Linked DNA regions of Oryzias latipes: region 1 is linked to region 2. A link is a contact called in public Hi-C data. All regions are on one chromosome and are shown on one strand. The core of a region is the stretch at or near the end of the contact, and the rest is flanking DNA. Distances in the headings are between cores, read along the strand shown. Region 1 has its middle 5.2 kb from the start of LOC101171982. Region 2 overlaps LOC101170662 (repulsive guidance molecule A).

Region 1 (3,493 bases), core at 688-3,187, 250 kb before region 2:
GTATTTGTTTGAAATAGCAGCAATGTTTCAACTTTCTTCACATTCAATTCGGGATCCAAAGTGAGGATTATAATTGTAGTGTGTGAGACTGAAATCTGCTGACACAGCAGTTTTTCAGCAGTAAAGCTCAAGAACTGAGGAACTGTTAGAGTATGACTAAAAACAGAAAATAAAAAAATCATAGATGTAAAAAGAAAAGCAAGCACAGAACCAGAAAATAAAGCAGCAAATCTGAATTTTGTGATGACAGAGGCTGTGCTGCCTATTGCCCTTTAATGCCGCTTAATGCTCCTCTGCTTTGTTTTGTTCTCATTATCAGCGAGTGAAAGGCAGAGGTGGCGAGCTCCTCAGACCACCCACTGTAGATTGAACTGACAACAAATGTCAGAAGGAGTGAGGTTCCCCTGGCCTCTGCAGTTTGGCCTTACTTTGTGTGGAATCTGACACACTTCAGACTAACAATCAGAACAATGCTTCATGTGACAGAAAGAGACAGCAGCAGCAGTGGTTTCCGTAAAACCCTCTCAAATGAAAGCCGCCAGTGCGGCCGAGGACCTCAGAGTTGCCGCCCCCCTGCTGTTCGGCCCTGATCCTGAACATCACACTCAGGCATCAAAAGCGGTTCCGCTCAGGAACCCCAAAATACGCTCGAACTGCATTTGATGTGTCTGGAATATAAATGTTGCTTCCATGTTCTCAGACTCCGGGATGTTCTCCAGGGAATCATTATTCTGACTCACAGCGTGCAGGCACGATTAATAACGACTGAACCCACAAGTGCACTTTTTTTTTAAAGTCAAAGGCACAAACCTTACACTTTAAGTGAACAGTTTAGACAAAACGAGTGTGTCCCCCTTCAACAGAACCAGTCTGACAGAAAAAAAGGAGGGGCTTGGATCAGGTTTATGTTTCGTGTGCAGCACTATGGCGCACAACGGCGAATCTCTTTTTTGAGTTATTTTTGAAGGCGGTTTGGTGGTCAGTGATGTGCAAGGAGCAGAGCACCAACACATCCACATGAAAGCTCTTTTCAAGAAAGCGTTTAGCGAGCTGAAGGACAGCCATCTTTCAGGAGCTGCTGTCAGAGGCCGTCACGTGTGTCAACCAACGGTATCGACCTCAGAACGCCACAAAGAAAATGTGTGAAGGAAAACATGAGGTACGTGAATACAAAACATGTGTTGGGGGAAGACTACTCCTCCACAGCCTCACTAATTATATCCAGACATACTGTATTTAAAGACATGATCACTATCCAATCAATGGGGTTTAATGACACGGCACGCCGCTCTGCTCCTGCAGTCACAGCTTACTACAAATCCATGTCTAAAGTGGCGTGTCATTACTCTGGAAATGTTAGACTGCCTTCATGGAACAGAATCCAGTCATGTCTGTCCTTTTGTTCGGTTGGTCCAAGAATGTCGTTTAGCTTTGTTTGAATGAAATGCAGGATATTATAGAATTAACGAAATCCTTTAAAAAGATTGATTGCTGATTCTGTAAAAACTCATCAGGATGGAGGTTTGTTTGATTGGTCAGTGGTTAGACTAGAGGTGCATTTCCTTTGGTTTTCTGCACAGAATCAAGCATGTGACTCTAAATAATGACTGACACCATTTGGCAACTTTTACCTGTGTATGTGGACATCTTTAGTGAGAAAAAAACTTGTCAACGAAAGAAGAGAGTTTCTGTGCTTACAGTTTGTTGGAGAGTCAGAGAAGTTGATTCTGCCGTTTTTAGACAACATCTACAAACCTGTGTCGTTTTCTAGGACATAATTTCTGCAGAGCGGCAGGACTTCATTAAAAATTCATCTCTGATTTGTGGACAGGGCTGTTGATGGGGAGTAACTTTTAATTCCCATCATCCCTCTGTCTTCACTCTCTCTCACCAGGTCACGTGACATAGGAGCATTCCAAATCCCGCCTGGTTCTGCATTCACACCCCTCAGGGCATGCGGGTGTCACGTGAGCCATCACTGCGCTGCATGGTGTCAACAGGTGCTCCTCAGGTTTCAAAAGCTCTGTTAGACAAATGACAGGAGACCCCTCCTCCATGTAATCCCCCCCAGTACGGACATGCAGTAACTTAAAAAGTGCTGGTAAAAAGCTCCATTTGTTTAAAAGCTCCATTGTGCTCCTTAGTTCAGAACCAAAGCAGCTTAAAGAAACAGGAAGCGGACCAGTAGGTTCTTCTCGGCTGCAGATCTTTCCTGGATTCAATCTGAACAACATTATAAGAAAGAGAGGATGTTCTTTGTCTGTTTTGAGGATGTGAGGGAATATTAAGAAAAGTGCACGTAATTATCCTTCCCTGCTGCAGACATCGTCTTTTCATGCAGCACTTTCTAAACATCTCTGCTGTGCAGCGGCAGCTAATGTGTTGTTTTTGGAATAATGAGCTCTTTAAAGGTGTTTAAGAGCTGAAAGAAAAACTAATGTAACAGGAAGCAGCAGGGCTTTGTTCACCTGCAGGGGGGCGCTGTGATTATTTTCAGGCTGCATGCAATATTTCCCAAGAGGAATCCAGGAAGTTCTACTACAAGCAGACTGGTTAGTAACACCCACTGTGAGCTGCTGCCTCCTGCTGTCAGTTATGCAGCAGTCACGTTTAGGCGAGACGGCTCCAGCAGCCCCGTGACCCCAATAGGGATTCAGCGGCTTCTCAAGATGGTTGGATGGCTGGACATCTCCAATGGCCAGGATTCACATTTCTGCTGCAGAATGTCTCAAAAAAGGAGGATATAGGAGTTTTGACCGTGTAAGGCTGGATAATTTTTATTTACTTACAGACTTCACACAAAATAAGAACAGAAGGGTGTTTTTTGGGGGAGAGGAGGATGTCAGGGGGGTATATATTCAAAATGAAGTTCGTAAGATTTGATTGTCACTGGTCAAAGCAGTTTCTCATTCCTGTGAAACAGAGCGACTCTATGTCTTTATGTTTCACTTGTCAGCTGTGCAAACAGGTGACAGCAGCCAGGCGAATCTGTAGACCAGCAGTGAGTAGATTTCATTTTTCATGCACTGAAGCCAAACTTTGAGAGAAAATACTTGGCTGAGCAATCGGCGCGTAGCCATGTCTGTAAATTCCACAGCATCCTCCGGGACGACGTGCTGCTGAAAATCTGCTTCATCAGCAGCACCATCTGAACCCCCTGGATCCTCAGATCCATCCTCTCATCTTCCTCCGTATGTGTTTTTAAGAAATGCCTAATTTTCTTTATGGAGTGTTCTCATTTTTAGTTGAATCTTTTTTCTCTCTTCAGTTCAGCATTTAGTGAACATTTCATGGATGACATAATGTCAGTAAAGACCTGTCGGTTCCCTGTCATGGTGACCCATACCAGTACCTTCATGCAGGTTTTGCAAGAATTTCATGTAGATGCAGGGCAGTCCTGCAATGTGTCTTTCTGGGACATTTTGATGCAAATATGAATCAGTATGAATAATTCAAACATATTTGCTGTGTATAAATAACCGACTCAGAGTTG
Region 2 (3,039 bases), core at 164-2,663:
CCGTCTCTTAGCTGGCAGATCTTCCCCGTTCTCTTTGTTCCGTGTTTTACAGCAGCAGGATGCAGAGGAGAGAGAGCAGGAGGCCGGGCGCTGCTGCCAGCGTCCCAGACGCCCCTCTGCTGGGATTGGGAGGAGTCCTGGGGGGGTTCTGCTTCAGTTTACTGGGTGGAAGCGCCTTCAAGTCCTCCAGGGCGCCGTAGGCCGCCATGGAGAACTCGGGGTCGCCTGTGGTCAGCAAGTCGAACACGCAGGACTGGAAATACACGTCCTCCACCTGCAGGGTCTCTCTGCACTTGGCAGTGGCTCGCTCCACCGTGTAGGCCTGGTGGGGAGGCCGCAGAGGGCCCGGCTCAGTGTTGGCGCCCTGCAGACGGGGGCGCTGGCTTTGGCGGCTCACGGTGTGCTCTTTGATGAGCTCGTTTCGAGGACAGCCGTGCAGGCACAGCTGCAGGCCACCGCCGTCCTCAGAGAAGTCCAGGGTGTCCTCGGGCATGCGGATGGCGAAGGTCAGGTAGCTGCCCACCCGCCTGATGATGATGGAGGTGCCGATGTAACGGGCCTGGATCCTCACCTGCCGACCCACACCGGAGCCGCCTCTCTCCGAGACGCTCAGACTGCCGCTCTCGCCGCCACTTCGAGTCCCGTCCTGGAATGCCAGCGGCAGGTCGTCTGTGGTGGCCTGGTACACCTTCTGATCCGAGCAGCCGAGGTACGACTTGAAGATGACTGTGATCTGAAACAGGAAGTGAAGGCAGCTTTGATGTTCGATGTTGTTAACTAAGGAGAACTGCAGAACAACGTTCCTCTCGGCTGTTAAAGTGTATTTGACCTTTTATTGTTTGTTTGGTCATTTTAGGTTTTTTTTTAAGAAATAAAGTAAAATAAAAAATAGTAATAAATGCATACATTTACAGATCAAATTTAAAAAAATATATTTAAATTAAAATGTTTCTTAAAAAAAAGGCCACACCTGATTTCCGGGTTAAAAAAAAAAACAAATAAAGTCTTTAGCAGTGCACTTTAGAGCCACTAGGGGGCAGCAGAGTATAAAGCATTTTCATCTGCTTTGATGATGTTGATCAAATTTGTTTTATTTTTCCAAGCTCTCATTTTCTTTGGTGGATCGTTCTCTCTACATCTAAAGCAGACTGGATGTGAACTGAAGGTTCTGACGGAAGACCCGCCAGTTTGATCAACACATTCCAGTCTCGGTTATTCCTTTATTTTTCCAGATTATTCTCATATTTTCCCAGAAAGCTCAGAGGTAATGATTTGACCAGAGGCGTGAAAAACATTCCAGATTGCCGATGTGGAGGAAAGTGTTTGACTGAGCGTTAATCACAGCCATATGAGCACCCATGTGTTAAAGGTGGAGCACTCAAGCATGTCTGTGATCCAACACCCTCAAAGGACCCCCCCTCTGCTCCCCTCAGAGATCTGAAGGAGCTTCAAGACACCAGGAATGCTGGAGACCTAAGAGGCTCCACGGCGTGACAATTAACTTCACATGTTTGACGCTTGATGGCAGCGCCGCCACAGCTCTCGATCAAAAACGCTCTGCATCTGGGAGGGGCCTTGTGAGTGAGGCACGGACTGCATTTGAGTTCAAGTATAAGTGAAACGCACGGAGCAGAAATGTCTGTTACCTTGCTGGTTGCTGTGGCGCTTGAGCCGAGGACAACAGGGACATTGGTCACCTGCACCGACAGGAAGCGGTTATCGATCAGTGGCCACGCCCCCTCCACCTTGCAGGTCTGAAACTCATCTCGGAAAGTTCGTAGGTGTGGATCTCCAAATAATCCACAGTGGGCGTACTTCTTCTGCTGAGCGGCCGAGCCGGACATCAGGACCCGGTTCTCATAGTTGCAGAGCTCAGACGCAGCCGGCCGGGGCGTGCTGGGGGATTTGGCGAACGAGGTGGGGCCGTCGCTGGAGCAGTTGTGCTTAAAGAATAACTCCTTAATGGGGAAGACAGCTGAGTGGTAGACCAGATCGCCCCGGCAGCTGCGTGCCTGACGCTTCACGCACAGAGCATAGGCCCGCAGGGCAATGCAGTAGTCCACATCCACAGACGCGTCCTCCTGGAGGCCGCTGGCCAGAGACGTGGACGCCACGTAGTTGGCGTTACACCTCTGGATCCGACACTGCTGGCAGTGAGCTGGACAAGAAAGCAGATCATCATTAGAGCTGAACTGAAACCACTTTGACGAACTTTAAAATCCAAACCAGATTTCCTTCGCTGATCTGTTCCATCTGTAGACAAAACCACATCTCAGCCTCTGATGTGAAGCTCGGCCCGGTGACCCGCTTCCTCACCAAGGTCCAGACCCAGAACTCATGTCCTTCAACCGCCAACAGAAGGGATTTTACGGCTCAAAGGAGCAAAACGGTTCAGTCCGACTGCTGGATTTAGAGCTTGATAAATCCTCATTTACGTGGACAGCGTGTTCTGACTGAACGCCATCCCCCGCTGGTCCAATGACCACAACCTTCCTGTTCCTGTGTTAGTGAGATCTGAATAACTCGTCGTTTGTGACGCAATGCGTTTCCCAGCAGAGGAGCTTGAGGAGCCGAAACATTTCAGAGCACAACCTTCATCATCAACGCGCCCGACAGAAATCCAGACAAACGTTAGACCGCAGCGGTGACCCGTGTACGGACATGTATGACCATAAAGGTTACTCTGTGGACTAGGGCTGCACGATATGAAGAAAACTCGCGATGTGCGATATCAGTGATTAATATTGCGATAACGATATAATTTGCGGTATATAAACAATTAGCAAAACAACCAAAAATATTCTTCCCATTCCATTACAACAGCTTAAAAATTATACTACAAATGACCCTTGTTGACATAGGAGGCGAACATACAACAAAATAGGGCGCCATCCGATTAGTTAACAACGTGAAGGGGTCCATCTGATTGTTCAAATGCAGAAAGGGATTCTTTCAATCCATTAAACACTTCAAGTTGCCATAAGATTGTTTGGCCACATCTATGGTAACCATTTATTGCAAATTTGCTGTCTTTTGCGA

What was found. Hi-C and Micro-C count contacts between places; a contact is called where the count stands out from the background.
Region 1: a contact with region 2 is called in a Hi-C map of fibroblasts, with 2.2 times the contacts expected there. The contact joins two enhancer-like sites. A contact is called at or near these places in 2 of 5 Hi-C or Micro-C datasets (embryo and fibroblasts).

What each region holds. Positions count from the first base shown.
Region 1 is chr4:7,678,550-7,682,042 of ASM223467v1, reverse strand. No RefSeq gene overlaps it. Among protein-coding and RNA genes, the nearest start is that of LOC101171982, 5.2 kb to the left of the region's middle. Within about 2 kb of position 1,937, at least 3 of the 8 cell types and tissues checked have an H3K27ac peak or open chromatin away from gene starts, as enhancers often do.
Region 2 is chr4:7,430,500-7,433,538 of ASM223467v1, reverse strand. LOC101170662 (repulsive guidance molecule A) reads right to left here. Exons shown (of 6, transcript XM_011473839.3): 5 at 1,647-2,158; 6 at 1-733. The coding sequence ends at 47. Among protein-coding and RNA genes, the nearest start is that of LOC101170662, 12 kb to the right of the region's middle. Within about 2 kb of position 1,413, at least 3 of the 8 cell types and tissues checked have an H3K27ac peak or open chromatin away from gene starts, as enhancers often do.